3 separate regions of the Mus musculus genome follow, and all the other regions are linked to region 2. Evidence: chromatin contacts called from public HiChIP or PLAC-seq and capture Hi-C data. All regions are on one chromosome and are shown on one strand. Each heading gives the region's core, a stretch centred on a gene start, on an enhancer-like site or on the middle of the called end of the contact. The rest is flanking DNA. Distances are from core to core; before and after follow the strand shown. Region 1 overlaps Dlgap1 (DLG associated protein 1). Region 2 overlaps Gm26510 (a long non-coding RNA gene). Region 3 overlaps Dlgap1 (DLG associated protein 1).

Region 1 (3,963 bases), core at 1,237-3,736, 180 kb before region 2:
CTTTCTTTTAGAACCCAGCACCACCTGAGGGGGTGACCCCGCCCACCATGGGCTGGGCCCTCCCACATCAGTCACTAATTAAGAAAATGCCCGATCCCTGGATCTTATGGAGGCATTTTTCCCTATTGACGCGCTCCCTTTCAGGTGACTCTAGCCTGAGTCAAACTGACATTAAACGAGCCAGGACAGGAACACTTATCTAAGCCATAGCAGGGGACATGAACTGATGGGACTTCTGGGATGCTGACCCATTCTGTACCTTGGCCTGGAAAGTAGTTATAAAATGACCTTTCTGTAATTGTTATTTAAGAATATTATAAGGCTGGAGAGATGGCTCAGCCGGTAAGAGCACTGACTGCTCTTCAGAAGGTCCTGAGTTCAAATCCCAGCAACCACATGGTGGCTCACAACCATCTGTAAAGAGATTTGATGCCCTTTTCTGGAGTGTCTAAAGACAGCTACAGTGTACTCACATATAATAAATAAATAGATATTTTTTTAAAAAAAGAATATTATAGAATAGCCGGGCGTGGTGGCGCACGCCTTTAATCCCAGCACTCGGGAGGCAGAGGCAGGCGGATTTCTGAGTTCGAGGCCAGCCTGGTCTACAAAGTAAGTTCCAGGACAGCCAGGGCTATACAGAGAAACCCTGTCTCGAAAAAAACAAAAACAAAAAAAAAGTGCTTAAAGTATATGATTTCATATATGTGTATGTATATGTGTATATGTGTGTGTGTGTGTGTGTGTGTGTGTGTGTATGTGTGTGTGTATCAATTGCCAAGTCATACAAACACCTCCATGACCTAAAAATGAACATCTCCCTATAGCACTCTCTCTGCCAGTGGTCCTTTGGTTGTGACCCTCACAGAGGTCACATATCAGATGTTTATTTACATTGTGCACCATAACAATAGCAAGACTACAGTTGTGAAGTTGCAACAAAATAATTTTATAGTTGGGAGTCACTGCAACTTGAGAAACGGTATTAAAGGTTTAATTAAGCATTAAGCAGGTTGAGAACCACTGTTCTATCCCAATGCAAACCTACCTAGTGTCCCTAATAAATATTAGAAGCCTCTACCATAACGAGCTTAAAGCCAGACACTTTCTACTGCGAAGGCTTAACCAAACCTAATCGCCTGGAACACAGTTTGTCTCTGTCGGCAATGACTGACTTGGAGGCTTTGCTTCTCCGTGGAGCAGAGAGCAGATCGTTGAAGGTCGCTGTCCTGAAGAAGCTGGCGCACAGGAAGCAGTGAGCGTCACCTGGGCCAAGTGCCTCAGCTGGAACACCACTTCTTTCCACCATTCCCCAGCCACTCCACCCAACACACTCACAAGCACATACCCACCAACCAATGGTAGACACTGCAAAAGAAAACGCCACTCAGCTGCACAAGAGCAAATTGGTGGAGCATGGTAGCTCCTTGTACAATATATGTTTATACATATGTGTGTTTATATATATACATATATATGTATATTAGAGAGAGAGAGAACAGACAGGCTCAGAACACACTATATAACCATGAACTTATTTTGATCCTCCTGCTCAGCTTCTTAAATGGTGATATTACAGGCAGGAGCTATGATGCCCAGCCTGAAGAGACGTTAGTAGTCATAAATTGGATGAGCATGTGATAATGGGGTGCTGTACAACTAAGCAGCAGGGTATGGAGCTCTCTGCTCGGGAGACAGGGATGAGAACTGGGACTTCCCACAGACATTACCTCATGGTCTCAGCAGGGGGAGCAGAGGCGCTTTGCCCACACTTCACAGCCAGAGGCTCCTGGCTGGTTTTCCCTTTTGTGCTGTGAGTGGTAGGTGGAGTTTCCTTCTGTGAGCATCCCCGAGGACCATTTGTTTTGGCTTTTAGAACAGGAAGGGGGCACGGGGTGCGGGGAAAGCTACATGTGTGGGAGGGAATTTATGTTTCTTAGTAGTTGAATTCTTTTTCTCCTGAGGTAACCTGGGGTGAGGTGACCCATCTCTCCCTCTAGTTAAGGTAGTGACCCTCAATCTTCGTAAAGCGTCCACCCTTTAAAACAGTTCCTCGTGTTGCTGTGGCTCCCAACCCAAAGATTATTTCTGTTGCTACTTTGTAACTGTGAATTTGCTACTGTGATGAATCATGATGTAAACATCTGTTTTCCTACTTCTTATTCTAACCCCAAAGGGATCTCGACACACATGTTGGGAACCACTGAGTTAGAGGAATCGGAAACGTGCAGGAAAACTCCTTTATACCTGTTAGTCCCCTCTGATCTCTAACTGTGGATGAGATGACGCCTAAGGCGTAAAAGTTCTTCAGGGAAAAATGGATGGGCTTGTAGAACAGAGGAGGTAGCCCGTGAGAGGTGGATGGTGAGTATCCTGCAAAAATGGCCTTATAGCTCAGGAAATATGACGCAGCAGGATAGAACCTGCCAGGTGGGCAGAGCAGTCAACTTTGAAATCCCAGAGGCCAGCCCAGCCCTTCCGGTTTCCTGGAATGCTGTCCTTGTCACGTGGTGGTTGAGGAAAAACCCTGCAACAGCAACAGGGAAGCTGGAGTGACCCTCGTCCGCCACTAGGGGGCAGAGAAGCCGAGTGACTCGTATAAAGATACACATGCCAGGCTGAACCACCCCCCACCCCCCATCCCCACCCCGAGTCAAGGACTCACAGCCGGTATAGGCTGGCTCGCATAGCACAAGAGCCCACTGTCTCGCGGCCCAAAGCTGACGCCCTACCACTCAGACCAACAGTTGTGTGTCATGAGGAAGGTGGGACAGAGGTGACTCAGGGAAAAGCTGTTTTCCCCAACCCTGGCATTCGGTTAATCTCATTTCAAACCCTGTCACTCACCCAGAAAGACTGCTCAGCCTGCCTTACTTCCGCTGCTGGAGCCCTGGAATGTGGCAGCAGCAGCTGTCAGGGTGATGTGGAGGCCCAGCTGGGGTGGAGAGAGGAAAGGTACCACCCAAGGGTCGTCAGAGGATTGGAAGCAGTGAGGAGACCCATCCATCACTCAGTCGGGTCCAGCGCCACCCCACCTTACTGAGAAAGCTGCAGAAGGTGGAAGCCACCTCAACCCTATTTTTCTTCACGTGATAGAATGGAGACCGGGGCCTTTCGCATGCTAAGCAAGCATATAGACTGCATTGCCAGCCCTGATGTATTTTAGGTGCTGCTAATACTGAGTTTCTTCGCCGGGCGTGGTGGCGCTCCCAGCAGAGGCAGGCAAGGCCAGCCTGGTCTACAGAGTGAGTTCCAGGACAGCCAGGGCTACAAAGAGAAACCCTGTCTCAAAAAAACAAAAACAAAACAAAAAAATACTGAGTTTCTTCATGGATGTGTGAACAGAAGAGTCTCTAGGGTTGGGAGGTGTGACTCCTCCGTAGTAGAGCATTTGCCCAGCATGTGCAAGGTTTTCGGAGCTCAGCATCACAGAAAAGATAAAGGGAGGGGAAGAGAGAGAGAGAGAGGTTCCTTATGTATATGAAAGTATGCATCTATAGGGATCATGAATGCAAACAAAGCTTGGGAAATAAGGACTGATGTCAGCAGATATAAACAAGAAGACTCGTAACTGTGGCTTCTTATGTGGTGTTAGCCTTTCCTGTACACGGTCTTTGTTTAAACCTCAAGATTCCATCAGGGCAGCACCTTCAACACTGACATCGGGCAGTTGAGAGCCCATGCGCCTCTGATTACCCAGCTGACTTGATGCAGCTAGTTAGTGCCAACATTCTAATCAGTGTCTGTGTGATTCAAGCTGGGCTGGAGGAATGACCTCATGTGTGTGCTGGAAGTGAGTGTGTGGGCTGGAGAGATGGCTCAGCGGTTAAGAGCAGCACTGACTGCTCTTCCAGAGGTCCTGAGTTCAATTCCCAGAAACCACACGATGGCTCACAACCATCTGTCATGGGATCCAATGCCCTCTTCTGGGGTGTCTGAGGACAGCGACAGTGTACTCATATA
Region 2 (4,302 bases), core at 1,637-4,136:
AGACAAGCCTTGCTTCTCACTTTTGGCAGATTATACAAGAGGGAAGGGGTGGAAAACAAAGGCATCTAGCCGATCATTGCAGAGCTCTGCCCCTCTGGTCAGGTGCTCAGCCATGTTCCTCAGAGCTGTGATTTCCCTGTTCCTCTCATTAGCCTTGGGCTCTCCCCTAGTTCTGTGAGTGTTCGAGTTAGTTTCTGCTGGTATCCATCTTGTACTATTTCCTCCAGGGGCATAGAATGGGGAGTTAGAACAAACCTTCATGACAGCATCTGTGTTAAACCACTAATAGCACGTATGTATTCCATTTGGAATATGGAGTATAAGTGTGTCACTATAATGTAGAATGTGAAAGTGGATTTATCTTGGACATGACATTTTGTAGTAGTTTTAATGTTCTTTTTGCACTTATTTACTTTACTATGTATGTATGTATGTATGTATGTATATATGTTGTATGTATGTATACTCCATGTGTGCCTGGTTGTCTTAGAACTGCTGTGACAGATGTCTGGGAATCACATACATGCTAGGAGTCAAGCCTAGGTCCTCTGTAAGAATAACAAGTGCTCCAAACCACTGAGCATCTATCCAACCCCAGCCTTGTGCTTGAAATCGATATTAAATACACACAAGTTTCAAACCAGTTTGGTTGATTTCTGTATAAAACCCACTCTCCAGCTCCTCACAGTGATAACCACAGATATAATCAAAACCAGATTTGATATTTATATAACACTGACTACTTTATACACTTAGACATCACTTTCTGCTGTCTTCCCCCAAATTCACCTACTGAAACCCATCTTCATTCATTCATATTAAGAAGTGAGAACCTGGGGCTGGAGAGATGGCTCAGTGGTTAAGAACATTGACTGCTCTTCCGAAGGTCCTGAGTTCAAATCCCAGCAACCACATGGTTGCTCACAACCATCAGTAGTGATATCTGACGCCCTCTTGTGGTGTGTCTGAAGACAGCTACAGTGTACTGATTTATCATCCTGAGTGAGGTAACCCAATCACAAAAGAACACACATGATATGCACTCACTGGTAAGTGGATATTAGCCCAGAAGCTCAGAATACCTAAGATACAATTTGCAAAACACATGAAACTGAAGAAGATGGAAGACCAAAGTGTGGATACTTCGATCCTTCTTAAAAGGGGAAACAAAATACCCATGGAAGGAGTTACAAAACTGCCTCACCTGGGGATCCATCCCATAAACAACCACCAAACCCAGACACTATGGCAGATGTCAACAAGATTTTGCTGACAGGACCCTGATATAGCTGTCTCCTGAGAGGCTGTGCCAGTGCCTGGCAAATACAGAAGTGGATGCTCACAGTCATCTATTGGACAGGGCACAGGGTCCCCAATGAAGGAGCTAGAGAAAGTACCCAAGGAGCTGAAGGGGGTTTCAGCCCCATAGGAGGAACAACAATATGAACTATCCAGTACCCCCGAGCTCCCTGGGACTAAACCACCAACCAAAGAAAACACATGGAGGGACTCGTGGCCCTAGCTGCATATGTAGCAGAGGATGGCCTAGTTGGTCATCAATGGGAGAAGAGGCCCTAGGTCCCTGTGAAGGTTCTATGCCCCAGTATAGGGGAATGCCAGGGCCAGGAATGGGAGTGGGTGGGTCGGGGAGCAGGGCGAGGGGGGAGTGGATAGGGGATTTACGGAGGGAAAACTAGGAAAGGGGATAACATTTGAAATGTAAATAAGGAAAATATCTAATAAAAAAGAAAAAAAAAAATCTTTGGGCCGGAGCAAGTGGGGCCAACCAGAGCGAGCAGAGGTCCTAAATTCAATTCCCAGCAACCACATGATGGCTCACAACCATCTGTAGAGCTACAGTGTACTCATATACATTAAATAAATAAATAAATAAATAAATCTTTAAAAAAAAAAAAGTGGTGACTTGGCTGATGAGGTTGGAGAAGAACCCAGGAATGGAATCAGAGAGAATAAGAGGCACCCTCACCAGACACTGACTTTATTGGCACCTTGATTTTAGACCCTAGGATCACAGGAACACATTTCTGTTGTTTGTGAATTTGTCACAACAGCTCAAATGGATTAAGATAGGTCCTTTTGTTCATCTGGGGAAGATGGCTCAGCAGCAACGCCAGGAAGCCTCAACAGATATGACTCCAGCTTAGCCACAATGGCTTTGCAGTTTTAAAAGCAGCGACCCTCCCTGCCCTGTGGAAGCAAGGTAGCTAGCTGTTCCTTTTCCATGACTCTCGGCCACACCCTCTTCTGTGCCCTGCAGTGACTTTCCCTTCAAGCTGCAAGTAAGCAGGAGAGGCCCAGCTCGCCATCTGAGTTTTGTCTTGTGTGTGAGGTAAACTGCCTACGTTTCTGTTGGCTTCGGAGTTTATATTTACTTGATTCAAACTTTTTGATCAACTCAGGAAATTAGGCTCCATCCTATAGCTGCTGTTCTATGAGAGAATATCCTATCTTACAAAATTGGAAGGTTCCAGCTTCTTTTATGGTTTCTACTCTCCACACTTGCTTTCGAGTTTAATACTGAGATGGCAAACTTATATACATGCCAAAGATTTGTCTTCAAACAGATTAATGATTATTATTTGGGGGTTTTGTTTTGTTTTGGGAAGGGCGAGCCGAGGAAGCCATGAATGAGGAGAGCAGACGAAGCCTCGAGCTAAGGTGTATTGTAGCCACAGGTGAGGCCATGTCAAGGACCTCAGCTCCATGGGAAAGGACACACTTCCCTCCACCCCACTACACTAGTGGGGCTCCAAGGGCTGGTAAAACCTTCCTGTTGTCTGAGTGTGAATGTCGTCAGTGTGTGCAAGTGTTGGTGTTTGCTAACGGGTGAACAGTGTGTGCAAAAACTACCCAACCACAGCTTCCTTCTCCAGGGTATTTACAGCCTGAGAGAGACTGCTGCTTGGGAGACCTCCTGTGAAGACTAGCTCACCCCCTTCTGTGCTGCACCTGCAGCTGGTTCATCGGTTTCTCTGTCCATGTGTCTGTGTGTCTGTCCTTTCTTCGTTGCCAGTGCTCCCAACCAGGTTTCCAGAACCCAAACCACACAATTCACAAAAGGGGGATGGCGTTAGATTTCCCTCTTTATAAAATCGTGTCGTCTACAAACAGGATTAGTTAGCCACGTCTTTCCTATGCAGATGGCCTTTCGATCCTAATTCACTAACTAAACCCTTTGAGCCGTCTTAGGAAGGCCCTCCCCTGTCCTTCCTGGAAGCGATGCAACCATGGGATTGAGACCTTGCTTGCATGCAGTAGCCCTCAAACTAGCACCAACATGAAGGACTGGAATGACCAGGATTGGTTTCTATTGGTTCAGTCCTGCCAGAGTCAGCGGGTGACATTTTACAGACTTTGCCTAGTGTCTAAGGGAGCGGATGAGCGAGTCCCTGAGTAGAGTCCAGGCAGTACGCAGATCTGTGCACTTGAAAGGAAGAATGTGGAGGGAAAGAGAGATGTCCTTTCATTTAATGGAGATGACATGGCCGTGATTTAGTATGTGATATTTGTGGAAACAGTGCAACACATGACAAAGATTCCAGATTAAAACTGAAAACTCAAAGGAACAGGTTTTTAAAAACTATGTAGAACTCCTTAGAGTATTTATGGTAATGCAAAGTGCTGTATTATGTTCATGGATCCTTCAGCTAATAGAGGAATCGTTTTAGCTCTGGACAGTATATTTTGATTTTTTGCTATAGCTACTGATGGAATTCTATAGATTAAAGGATATATGTAGTAGTAGTAAATATTACTTTTTCCCTGATAGACCCAGGAAAAACAACAAAAAAGTCGGTGTAAATAAAGTGTGTAATGACTGTGCTAAGAGAGCGTGGAAGATGGAGGCTTTGTCTCTCCGAAGCAGATGGAAAGGGAGTGTCCTGTGGACGATGAGAGCAAGGCCGGCTGCCGACTTAGATTAATGGCACCCCAACACCCTGAAAGAACTCGCAGATGTGGTCACCGCACACAGAACTCAGAAAGAAGACAGAGATGAGCAAACAAGTTCCAGATTTCCCAGCCCGCCTTGCAGGGCTGTGCGCTGGAGAAGTCCAGTGACTGGCTTGAAGGGAAGATGAAAGGGAATTCCTTCGTGTTTATTCAAGAGCATGGTGGCTGTCAGGCATTATCACAAATTCTCCAAATCTGAGATCATTTGGTAACACATCCCTCATGGAACAGGCAAATGCCACAGTCATTTATCTGGTAACATCCTGGCGAATGCAGTACAGAGTCCTTTCTGTCCTGGTATTTATCTCACGAGACCAGTTTTAAAGGCAC
Region 3 (4,537 bases), core at 610-3,109, 140 kb before region 2:
CTCTTGAATCTGCCATGAATGAGGTCTAGTAAGTTCCTGAAATGTCCCCCAAAACATCTTTCTTGCTGTCCCAGTGCAAAGCCATGTGGCATCTCTTTAATGACCCTAGACTCTTCAGGAACCATGGACTTTTAGTTTTTGTTGAGACAGGATCTTACTCTCTAGTCCTAAACTTGTGACTAATGAGAGACCTTGAACTTGTGAGAGTCATCCTGCCTCCTAAGTACTGGGATCACAGCATGAGCCTCTGCAGCTACCCCAAAGGGTTAGAGAAAGACAAGATGTAGGCAAGTTCTTTGCCAGAGTATAATATGAATCGCTTCTACTCTGTTTCTCAATGGAATCTTCATTCCCATCTGAAACATCACAACATAATCTTAACTTTACATTTCTGTCAACACTCCGGTCTTCTGAATTTTTACCAGAATTGCCAGTTTGACTCTACTCCTGGTAATCTCTAGGCTGCAAATCCACACTCTTTCAAATTCCTCCTTCACACCAGTTAGTTTCAAAGGTTTAAGAACTGGGGCTGACGAGATGGCTCAGCGGTTAAGAGCACTGACTGCTCTTCTGAAGGTCCTGAGTTCAAATCCCAGCAACCACATGGTGGCTCACAACCCCATAATGAGATCTGATGCCCTCTTCTGGTGTGTCTGAAGACAGCTACAGTGTACTTATATATAACAATAAATAAATCTTTAAAAAAAAAAAGGTTTAAGAACTACATGGTAAAAAAACACAAAAAACAAAAAACTACATGGTTAGATTTTAGTCATAGCAGTAACCCCACGTCTGAAACCAATTTTCTTTCTTTTTTTTTAAAGATTTGTTTATTATATGTAAGTACACTGTAGCTGTCTTTAGACACACCAGAAGAGGAAGTCATATCTTGTTATGGATGGTTGTGAGCCATCATGTGGTTGCTGGGATTTGAACTCAGGACCTTCGGAAGAGCAGTCAGTGCTCTTAACCACTGAGCCATCTCTCTAGCCCCCCCCTTTTTTAAAGATTTGTTTATTTATTATATGTAAGTACATGAAACCAATTTTCTGTATGACTTAAGTCTGCCTGCTTATTTATGTTGCTTTGATCAAAATATCTCAGAGATTGGCTTCAAGTAGCAAAGATTTGTTTTATGGTTTCAGGAGAATCAGTTCATGGCTGCTTGGTCCCATGTGCTTGGGCAGAGCATCACTGGACTGGAAACACGTGATACAGTTCTTCACCTGAGGCCGACAAGAATCAGAGGAATAAGGAATAGCAATTACCTTCAGTAGCCCCAGTGACCAAGCTCCCCAGCCACGGCCCTGCTTCCCAGAGTTTTTCTCACTGCACAAGTACTTCCTCCAGTACTTGTGCTAGTCAGACCATGAGCCTTGTTTCACAGTGAATGCTGTGTGAATTCAGACCTGTGAGCACTCAACGGAAAAGAAAGTCAGAATCTTTTCCTATATGTTTGTGGAAAGAGAATTGACACAGAGACACTTTGACTTACAAAACAAACAAACAAACAAAAAACTCCCCTGCTCTGTTTCACTTGCCACTTAGAGAGCCCCTGCCCCTTCTCCTACTGCAGCCCTCCCATTGTGCTTGGTACTTAGACCGTAAGAGTTTGCTGACTATAAACAAACATACAAAAAGATATCTTGGCATTAAAAACTTACAGGAATCAGTTGGTTCTCTGCACTGTATGGTTCCCAGGGATCCAACTTAGGTCATCAAGTGAGCCACCTCACCAGCCCCAAGTCCCTATTTTTCAGAATAAAAGAAAGAGCTCACAGCAGGCTCATGACTGGGCCGAACAAGCTCTAGAGAAGCCACACCACCGTTCTCTTTGACCACAATGACAGCCACTATAAGAGATTCCTCCTTTGATCACAAGTGACTTCATATTTACACAGGTGTAAATATTTGAGCGCTTAGTGATCTCAGCTAAACGAGATACTAAAACAAAAAGTAAAAAGCAAGAGAGGGGCCTGAGAAACAGAGGCCCGAGAAACAGCCACTTTAAGTCTAAGGCTACAATCCCTGCTTTGCCCTCCTAGAAATTCTGGGTTCAACACACTCCATACCATCTCCTTAAACAACCAAACAACCAGCACCCACCCTTCTCGGTTCTCTTTCCTTTGCTTAACAATGATGTAACCTAATCAGATCGTTCCTAGCACCTGAGTTTTAAAGGCGCGCCCTTCACAGGTTTCAAATTTCAAAAGCCTGAAGTCCAGCCTAAATCCAAGCTGACCTCAAATGTATGGCCCTTAATTCTACAGAGAGCCCCCCCCGCCCCCCGCCCACCCCTTCCTTTTCCTTTTCCCCTCCTCTCTGCCTCTCTTCCTTTCTTCTCTCCCTTCTATTTTCTCTCTTTCCATTTCTTCCTCTTTGCATGTATATTTTGTTTTTTAAAGATCATTTAGTTCTCAGAAAGCAAAGAGACTATGACTTTCACTTAAGCAAAGCTGTGCTAAAATATGTCAGTGAGACTGAAGTACTAGCTCAGCAGTTAAGACCATGAGCTCCTGTAGAGGGCCTAGGTTGGTCTCTTGCACCCACTCTTCACTTGGAAGCTCTGACTGGAAAGAGTACATTTTTCAGGGAGGCTTGACCTCAGTCTCCTGCCCCTTTCTTTTGTACTTTACTTTGTATAATGAGTTATGTTGGGTCTTTATCAGAAATGCTGCCAGCTCACAAATCACCAAGACTGCTGTGGCAGAGGGGAATACATTTTCAGATCCCACAAGAACCTTGACAGGAGCTTGGTGCAAAAGCCCCTAAGAAGAAAGAACGGCCTAAGAGTCACATTCTCAACTTAGTCGCCAGACTTAGTTCTGAAAGACAAGTGCTATGGAAGCAAAGGACTAAAGAGGATGACCAGAAACTGGGGGGGGGGGGGGGGGCGGGCGGACGACCTCTGCCCTGGTATGACTGAATTTGCCTCCCTAAAATGTCCACTTGGCTTGAACGTCACTGGACCGCCAGGCAGGTCCAGACAGCAAACAAATGTCAGCATAGAAAGGTAGCGCTGTAGGTGAGCACTTACCTAGTTCCTGCTTAGGCCTGGATTCAAACTCTCCAGCCTTCACACACACACCACACCACACCACACCACACCACACTGAAGATGGCGATGCTTAGCTGTTGCTCCTTTGTGTCGCCCCCCACCCCCTTTCTGCGCAAGAACCTGTAAGAGCATTTGAAAACTGTTACACATAGAAACATTGTGGCAACACTGTAGAAAGTCTTTTCATCAGAAACACCCACTTGTTTCACAGGCACAAGGGCCCCATCCCTGCCTGCTAGTCAGCAGCTTGTCACTCAGTCTTCAGAACACACAGGGCATTGTCCTCTGCACTGGTTAATCCAGTCTCTCTTCGCTGGCTTTCTGCATCCTAGGCCTTGTTCAGAAGTGTAATCATTACACACTGGGCCTGCAGGGCGTGCAGGGAGAGCATCAAGACTGGGAAGTGGGGGGGGGGGGGTTTGCAAGCTATGAGATCAGGCTCAGCTTTCAGGATTACCCCCTTCACAGAGTTTAATCTTGGTGACCCCTTTCCTGTGTCCCTATCAGCAATTTAAAACAATCACAACTTGATCACGCCCTCTGCCCACAAGGGACTCTGCACTTGAAAGAGACAGGGCAGTTTTGTGGTGCAGAACAGCCTTTGAAAGTTCTGAGTGTAAGTAAGAAAGCCTTTGCTTATGGGACTGAAGGGGTAGGAAGTACAGCTTGTGCGTGTCGTCGTCGTCGTCCCCCCCCTGCAGTTCAAAGGCGCCGCCTTTAATCCCCAACAGTTTTCATTTTGCTTAACTTTTATTTCTTTATGGGTGGCTAAACTGCAAACGTCTATTAATCTAGTGCCAAGTAATTTTTCTTAAGAAGGTGGATCCATTACCGGATCCACAGCCGGGAGGGAGATGGCTCTCAAGAATGCTGGTAGGACAGTTTTCTGTGGCTGAAACAGAGAGGAAAGTGGGCCACTCTTCTCTCTATGGAGCAGATTCCTTCCCTGGCGAGTGTGCTCTGCTGGAACACAAGCGGACTAGTATATTTGGAAATTCAATCCCCTGGCAATCAGAGATCTTTGGGGAGAGAAGACTAAATATTTCTGCAGTTGTGATTTTTTTGTGTGTTAGTAGAACAGCCAAAATGTCAGCCGTGGTGATGTGAACACTGTCCAAGTCACACACGGGCAGCTGAAGAGAAAGCTTAACGTCAGGAAGGGGCATTTAGCATTTAGGGACAAAGTTGAAGGAACAGAGAAACAGCCAAGAAGTGAGTGGGACATTTTACTAGAATTTTCCTGCCTCTCTTGTTAAACCAAAGAGACTTCTGAACATGACTTTCAAACTTGCATACCACACACATGACTTTCAAACTTGCACAACTTACCCCACTCCCCCCCCCCCACACACACACACACTGGCTCATTGGAGAATTAACAACTCACATAAGTAACAAGAGCTGATCATATCAACAGCTTTTGATGTGTGTGTGTGTGTGTGTGTTTGTGTGTTGAGAAAGTTTCTCACCATGTAGTCC

The links. HiChIP or PLAC-seq counts read pairs in DNA pulled down with a chosen protein or histone mark. Capture Hi-C pulls out chosen DNA fragments and counts their contacts.
Region 1: a contact with region 2 is called in a capture Hi-C map of embryonic stem cells, with 4 times the contacts expected there. The contact joins two enhancer-like sites. A contact is called at or near these places in 2 of 15 datasets of contacts at CTCF or cohesin (the NIH/3T3 cell line and stem cell-derived epiblast-like cells), 4 of 484 Hi-C or Micro-C datasets (bone marrow-derived macrophages and embryonic stem cells), 16 of 115 datasets of contacts at active chromatin or transcription factors (astrocytes, bone marrow-derived macrophages, craniofacial prominence and 7 more) and 1 of 9 other capture datasets (embryonic stem cells).
Region 3: a contact with region 2 is called in an H3K27ac HiChIP or PLAC-seq map of embryonic stem cells, with 13 read pairs. The contact joins two enhancer-like sites. A contact is called at or near these places in 3 of 484 Hi-C or Micro-C datasets (all in embryonic stem cells), 9 of 115 datasets of contacts at active chromatin or transcription factors (differentiating embryonic stem cells, embryonic stem cells, epiblast stem cells and 2 more) and 1 of 9 other capture datasets (embryonic stem cells).

What each region holds. Positions count from the first base shown.
Region 1 is chr17:70,735,840-70,739,802 of GRCm38.p6, forward strand. All of the region lies in intron 6 of Dlgap1 (DLG associated protein 1), which reads left to right. Among named protein-coding and RNA genes, the nearest start is that of Gm36746, 20 kb to the left of the region's middle. Within about 2 kb of position 2,487, at least 213 of the 459 cell types and tissues checked have an H3K27ac peak or open chromatin away from gene starts, as enhancers often do. A contact at or near this core is called in differentiating embryonic stem cells, embryonic stem cells and stem cell-derived epiblast-like cells, where this site is marked.
Region 2 is chr17:70,913,390-70,917,691 of GRCm38.p6, forward strand. The region is part of intron 1 of Gm26510 (a long non-coding RNA gene); the gene reads right to left. The region is part of intron 1 of Gm52315 (a long non-coding RNA gene); the gene reads left to right. Among named protein-coding and RNA genes, the nearest start is that of Gm52315, 3.5 kb to the left of the region's middle. Within about 2 kb of position 2,887, at least 47 of the 459 cell types and tissues checked have an H3K27ac peak or open chromatin away from gene starts, as enhancers often do. A contact at or near this core is called in differentiating embryonic stem cells, embryonic stem cells and stem cell-derived epiblast-like cells, where this site is marked.
Region 3 is chr17:70,777,827-70,782,363 of GRCm38.p6, forward strand. All of the region lies in intron 8 of Dlgap1 (DLG associated protein 1), which reads left to right. The region is part of intron 3 of Gm41609 (predicted gene, 41609); the gene reads right to left. Among named protein-coding and RNA genes, the nearest start is that of Gm41609, 26 kb to the right of the region's middle. Within about 2 kb of position 1,860, at least 46 of the 459 cell types and tissues checked have an H3K27ac peak or open chromatin away from gene starts, as enhancers often do. A contact at or near this core is called in differentiating embryonic stem cells and embryonic stem cells, where this site is marked.